2 separate regions of the Mus musculus genome follow, and region 2 is linked to region 1. Evidence: chromatin contacts called from public HiChIP or PLAC-seq data. All regions are on one chromosome and are shown on one strand. The core of a region is the stretch at or near the end of the contact, and the rest is flanking DNA. Distances in the headings are between cores, read along the strand shown.

Evidence for each region. HiChIP or PLAC-seq counts read pairs in DNA pulled down with a chosen protein or histone mark.
Region 2: a FOXA1 HiChIP or PLAC-seq map of pancreatic cancer cells shows a contact between it and region 1. The contact joins the promoter of B230216N24Rik here to the enhancer-like site in region 1. A contact is called at or near these places in 3 of 39 promoter capture datasets (the 3T3-L1 cell line, cranial neural crest and neural stem cells), 2 of 484 Hi-C or Micro-C datasets (the N1E-115 cell line and nephron progenitors), 1 of 115 datasets of contacts at active chromatin or transcription factors (pancreatic cancer cells) and 3 of 9 other capture datasets (adipose tissue, liver and pancreatic islet).

The regions. Positions count from the first base shown.
Region 1 is chr1:97,870,764-97,874,246 of GRCm38.p6, forward strand. The region is part of intron 14 of Pam (peptidylglycine alpha-amidating monooxygenase); the gene reads right to left. Among named protein-coding and RNA genes, the nearest start is that of Gm31771, 39 kb to the right of the region's middle. Within about 2 kb of position 1,943, at least 34 of the 459 cell types and tissues checked have an H3K27ac peak or open chromatin away from gene starts, as enhancers often do. A contact at or near this core is called in pancreatic cancer cells and pancreatic islet, where this site is marked.
Region 2 is chr1:98,046,302-98,049,841 of GRCm38.p6, forward strand. B230216N24Rik (RIKEN cDNA B230216N24 gene) reads right to left here and starts at 1,492. Exons shown (of 3, transcript NR_037993.1): 1 at 1,401-1,492. The region is part of intron 1 of Pam (peptidylglycine alpha-amidating monooxygenase); the gene reads right to left. It overlaps Gm24465 (a small nuclear RNA gene), which reads left to right and starts at 3,521; the gene lies at 3,521-3,540.

The DNA.
Region 1 (3,483 bases), core at 693-3,192:
AAACAACCCCATTAAAAAATGGGGCTCAGAACTGAACAAAGAATTCTCACCTGAGGAATACCGAATGGCAGAGAAGCACCTGAAAAAATGTTCAACATCCTTAATCATCAGGGAAATGCAAATCAAAACAACCCTAAGATTCCACCTCACACCAGTCAGAATGTCTAAGATCAAAAATTCAGGTGACAGCAGATGCTGGTGAGGATGTGGAGAAAGAGGAACACTCCTCCATTGTTGGTGGGATTGCAGGCTTGTACAACCACTCTGGAAATCCGTCTGGCGGTTCCTCAGAAAATTGGACATAGTACTACCGGAGGATCCAGCAATACCTCTCCTGGGCATATATCCAGAAGATGCCCCAACTGGTAGGAAGGACACATGCTCCACTATGTTCATAGCAGCATTATTTATAATAGCCAGAAGCTGGAAAGAACCCAGATGCCCCTCAACAGAGGAATGGATACAGAAAATGTGGTACATCTACACAATGGAGTACTACTCAGCTATTAAAAAGAATGAATTTATGAAATTCCTAGCCAAATGGATGGACCTGGAGGGCATCATCCTGAGTGAGGTAACACATTCACAAAGGAACTCACACAATATGTACTCACTGATAAGTGGATATTAGCCCAAAACCTAGGATACCCAAGATATAAGATACAATTTCCTAAACACATGAAACTCAAGAAAAATGAAGACTGAAGTGTGGACACTATGCCCCTCCTTAGAAGTGGGAACAAAACACCCTTGGAAGGAGTTACAGAGACAAAGTTTGGAGCTGAGATTAAAGGGTGGACCATGTAGAGACTGCCTTATCCAGGGATCCACCCCATAATCAGCATCCAAACGCTGACACCATTGTATACACTAGCAAGATTTTATCGAAAGGACCCAGATGTAGCTGTCTCTTGTGAGACTATGCCGGGGCCTAGCAAACACAGAAGTGGATGCCCACAGTCAGCTAATGGATGGATCACAGGGCTCCCAATGGAGGAGCTAGAGAAAGTACCCAAGGAGCTAAAGGGATCTGCAACCCTATAGGTGGATCAACATTAAGAAATAACCAGTACCCCGGAGCTCTTGACTCTAGCTGCATATGTATCAAAAGATGGCCTAGTCGGCCATCACTGGAAAGAGAGGCCCTTTGGACACACAAACTTTATATGCCCCAGAACAGGGGAACGCCAGGGCCAAAAAGGGGGAGTGGGCGGGTAGGGGAGTGGGGGTGGGTGGGTATGGGGGACTTTTGGTATAGCATTGGAAATGTAAATGAGCTAAATACCTAATAAAAAATGGAAAGAAAAAAAAAAAAAAAAGGGGATACAAAGTCTTTCCAAACTTAGGCAAACACATTTGACATAGTTACAAATAATCTTGGCTCAACAATTCAAAGTAGGTTTGCAATTCTTACCCATGAAATCAACCTATCCCAGGTGAAATTTTCAACCAGAAAACAGTTACTAAACAATGGGGCAATTTCTTTAACGGAAACAAAGCAAACAATGACTCAACCAAACTGGTTAGGTCACAGACACTCTCTGCCTTCCAGAAGAAGTTAATCTGTTTCAGCTAAAGTCTTTTGTCTCACAAAGTATAAACAGTTCATTGTGCTCCTGCAATGGGACACTTCACATAGAAAATAAAATACAATGTTATTTCAAGAACAGATAGAACGCATAATTTCAAATCAGAATCAATGACATCAGGAGGAAGAGACTGAGTACTTTGCACAGACCTTCAGCCTCACCAGAGTCTAAAAGCTGTCCTAAGATACCAAATGCAGAATGCTGCCGTTCTGTTGAACTAGTCATTTAAAATCATCGTCCGGTTAGGAAGGCAAAATGTTAAAGCAACATGATAGGCTTGGTTGCACACTGGCCTCACTGAACTGTGAAAATACAGCTCCAGAGACCACTAGATGGCTGTCTCACTATCTCCCAAATCGTTATGAAAGACCTTGATCAGTCAATTGCTCTCTTCCTTTCTCTTTCTCTCCCCCTCTCTGGGCTGCTCCTGGATAGATGGGATCTTGAAACGGTAGCCATTTCTCTTAGACATGTTAAGATCTCAACTTGGGAAATAGGTCTGATGAGCATGTTAGAAGGGACAGGATATAAACAGAAGAAATTGGCTGGGACAATTTTCTCCTATTGTTCATACTTTTCTACTCTGCAGATTTTATTTTATTTTATTTTATTTTGCAGATGCTGTTTAACATAACCCCAATCGTCAGTGACTGCTATTTCCTCTCTAGCTGCTGGAGTCCTTTGCAGAATGCCGTGGCCTTTATCTAAACACTGAAGTGTTTCCCTTAAGCTTTCCTTTGCCATTTTCAGAATTTCTCATGTTGATCCACTTTCAATTGATTTGAATAAGAAAATGGGTCTAGTTTGATTTTTACATATTAGCAGATTTCCCAACACCATTTATTAAAGAGGCTTTGATGCATCTTTTTTGACACCCTTGTGTAAAAAGGTGGCTGTTTAAGAGGGGATAGGGCTGGGGAGATAGAAGGAGGGCAAACATTGATGGGGAGGGCTAATCAAAACTAAGGACACATGGAAAGGCTGTATAGAAATTCAGTACTTTGTAAACTAAGAAGCATAAATTTTAAAGGTGCTTGAAATGAGATACCACACATGGGCAGATGCTGCTGCTCCCAGAAGACATAGATTACTAAACAAAAATCCTAGAACAGGGTAAGAGATACATTCCCATGAACTGTTGGTCAGGCAGATTTTCAGAAGCCCTCCAAAGCAATAGATGCTCTTGCCCTGATCTTGGTTGTTCACCTATTGTTGAAGACACTATTCACTTTTATTATGTGGCATAGAACAATCAAGCTGTCACTGAGCTGGCACTAGCTTTCAGAGTGCCAGGAATCCTCCTTGGGCACTGGGAACTGGTGGAGTTGGTGGTGAATCTAGGATCCCTATGTGGAGAGGTGTGGTGAGATGGTGGGTGGAGCAGAAGGTGGTATGCAGGCTGCTGACGGAGCAAGGACATATCCACACTCACAGGTCAGTGATGCCTTCAGAGGGCAGTGGTTAATGCAGAGACTCACAACTGGCTAAAAGGCTGATAATTGTGACTGCTGAGTGTTCTCCATAAATGAGTCATCTGTAACACATGCTCAATGATTCAAAGGTCATTACCGAAGAGAAAAAAGATGGAATATGAGAGCCAGAGACTGGGGAGGGCTGCTTGAAATGGGAAGGATCTCCTGGTCATGACCACTGCATTCATGAACTCAGAGCAGCTGTGGCTACTGCCCAAGATTGAACCCTAACTGTTGACCTTGTTGGGGAGGGCTCATGAGGTTCCCATCTATAGATGAAAATCTATTGGCAGTTACTGGCATAGGGGCAGAGGGAGGAGGCGATTTCATTCTTCAGTGATGTAGCCATTGCTATGGTGGCCATGTTCCAGCTAGTAACACCACACCTATGGCCATGTCAACAACTCTAATAAGATTCAGTG
Region 2 (3,540 bases), core at 242-2,741, 180 kb after region 1:
ATAAGAGATTTTACAAGTATGGTATCAGTTTAGGTTGAGTCAATTTCTTCAACATTTACTCTACTGTAATGTAGATGAATTTGCTTCTACTTATGAGAATCAGTTTCTAATAGCAATTAATGAATAACTTATTAAACACAAGGGCAAGTATAATTTAACACTGTTTTAATATAGTTTCAAGACTGGGAAAATTCAAAGAATAAACACTTATGATACATATGACACATCCTTCAGTTCCAAGGAGCTGAATGTAACTTTTAGTATGGCTTTATACTCTTACAACCATTATTTCTTACTTACTCTTTATAGAAACCTACATCTAGCATTAATGTTCCATTAACATAATTTCCCAGAAACAAATTATATAGACCATATTCCACGGTATTCTAAAAATACAAGACTCTAGAAATAAACAGTCTAAACCACTTCTTGTCCCTGTCAACTAAGCCATGCGCCTGACTTCTATACAGAACAAAGGTTCAGCTTCCTGAAGGATGGGTAGTCTCTGTACGAGCCATTCTCAAGCCCCTGTCCTCTCGCGAAGCTATTTACTAACAGTTAGAAATCACCCTTTTCTACTCTCCTTAAAGCTCACTACCAGATGTACTGAAATTGTTTACTGGGGATCCAGGGAAGGAACCACAGGCAGAATGCGTGGTGTGGTGATGGAGAAGAGAGGTCTATGGATTTCTTGATGAGACAGTTTGGGGGAGAAAAGCTGAAACAGAAAACTAACTTCCAGAAGGGACTCTTCACTCATAGCTCTCCCCCTGACACCATAAGAGACTGCACAGTCCTCTTTGCAGAGATGTGAAGACAAATGCTCAGCCTCAGGAAGGGAGGCATACGTAAGTATTTCATCAAGCACCAAGTTCACTCCTCTGCAATATTAGAAACATATGGAAGTAGGATTGAAGTATGCAATTATGACTGTCAGTAGACACTGAACTTCCGACAATACCTTCCCATATCCTGTTATTATCACTTAAGATGGATAAAATATCAGTAAAAAAATGTATAATTCACATACTTTCTAAGAGCCTTAGCTGCCCTATGACACCTGTAAAAAATATGTTAAGTTTTTTTTTTTTTTATGGAATGCAAACAGTTTAAAAGGAAAGCTATAGTGTGCATGCTGGTTTCGCTTATCAGGGGGTAAGAGGTATTACATTGTGCATTCACAGTGATTTTTATAAGCCCACCCCTACATGTGAACACACATATGCACACATACACATAATATATAGGAAAATTTTAGCCAATCCCCGACAACAGATTTATAGCTTGTTCCTATATATTATGTTTCAGTTAGAAGTATATTTTAGAACACAAGAAACCTAAAGCAAAATAATAGAGACATTTGGTAATTCTTATAATAGTATATTAAACAAAGCACTTACCCTCCATTGCTAATCACACTGGCAGGAGAGCAACAGGAGAGGGGCTTTATTGTGGGATGAATCATCCCCACGTAGATGCTCTGAGCAACCCGTGTATGCATACTGACATCATCAGGAGAGACTTGGAGGCAGAGGCTACTATGGTAACGGAGCAATGTGCTGGGAGACAGCCGCCTTTAATTGCTTTAACAACTTCCTGGGGCTCAAGCGACCAGGCTTGGATTTGCTAAGTAGGAAAGGAAGGTTGTCACAGAGGCAGCAACTGTGACGCAGAGCAGAAGAACTCAGTGAATTCTGGAATTACTAATTTCAGCATGACTTCTTAATGGCAAATGTCATTACACCGTTCCATTGGCAACATCCTTTTCACACACAGAGCTCTAAGGAAGGCATAGGTCAATACCCAATGCTCCGAGGTAACAGAAGTCTAGCTTCATATATAATTCTCTCACTTAACAAGCATTAATATTATTGCATTACAAATATCCTTTTCCTTGAGAGTGAATGCTTGATTCACTTTGAAAAGAAAGCCCACATCTGTGCCTTAGGATGTCTGCATGCTGATAACAATGACAACTGATTCTTTCTATTTATTTCTCTGGAAGGTGGCAGCTGTGGGTCCATTAATCTCTGAGCTCCACTAAATCCTTGCCAACAGGTCACTTATGCAGAAAACACCTCCAGGGAAATGGCTAGTTATTACACCCTGATAAAATCAGCCAGGAAAGCAGGACTTGATGCTACAGTTTTCTTGGTGAAGTCGTCTGTGTCAAAGGCAGAATAAATTCTATTGTAATGATGCCCTTCCCTGGAAAGCCACACAGAACATAAAGCTTTCCTTTGAACTCTTTGTTCTTCCTTGCCTCTGCCACCCATGCTGAAGAGAACACAAGCCCTTTTAACAACACCAGGTTTAGAGTAATTGCTGAAAATAACCATGTGCCAGCGTCAAACTGAGGCTATAATGATATCCTCTGCTTATCTGATCGGTTGCAACACTTTAATAAGTATATAATTTATCATCTGTAGTATGAAAACTATTGTTTTCTCTCCCGTGCATATTTGATTGACATGTTTTTCAACAATACCGGGATCTAATTTTTATTGTAACTACTGCAATTGTAAGGATAAGCAAGAAAGTGGGCAGGTCTTCCTTAAGACAGTCACAGCACAATATAAACTGAAGGTTGTCACTCTGTACTATATACTTAGATCTTAGCTCTTTCAAAGGCACTATTATTATCTCTATTTCAATTTAGATGATGCCACGCCTGCCTCTTAATGTTTCCTTTGTAAGTAAACAGTTTACAAATGTCTAACCAGACCAGTGGCTTCAAAAACAGTAAATGGAATAGAACAGTACCAATTTCCAATCTGAAAAAAATATAGAGGTTTTTTTTGAACCTAATTGACAAGTTGGGGGGTTCTCACTCCTGTAGAGCTTGAGAAAAAATGAGAGCAGAATTGTAACATGTAGTCTCAGGAAAACATAGCATGCCATTAAGTCAGTTAACGAGAGAGAGCTTTCCAATCAAGCTTCCGTTCTTTCATCTGTGCTTTCTGAGATCCTGTTTGAAAAGCAAAACAGACCAAGTTCAGCAAGATGGTAGGTAAGCAGGAGTACTACTGAGAGCCAAGGAGATGGCTGGTCAAGTCTGTTGCTTGATACTGAGCTCTGACAACCTGAGCATCCCAGACCTGTATGGTGGAAGGAGAGAGCCAACTCCTGAAAACTGTTATCTTGCTTCCTTGCTTTCACATGCATGCTATAGCATGCACACGTGCTCATGTGCATGTACACACCATATACACTAAGTATAAAAAACATATTGCTCTACACATATGGCATGATTTAAAAAAAAAAAACCCACAACAACAACATCTGTTGGATTGAGGATATAGCTGATAGGTAGAATGCTTGTGTAATATTCATGAGGGCCTCTGAATTCAATCCCTCGTGCTCATAACTGTGTGTGCCAGCTCATCTTTGTAATCCCAGAAATCAGGAGGTAAATCAGGAGGCTCAGTAGTTCAAGGTCATTGAAGCTAGCCTGACCTTTATAAAATCACATCTCAAACTGTTTCTGTTTATATGAATATACACTGAAAAGTATCTAGAAGTGCTCACTTTGGCAGCACA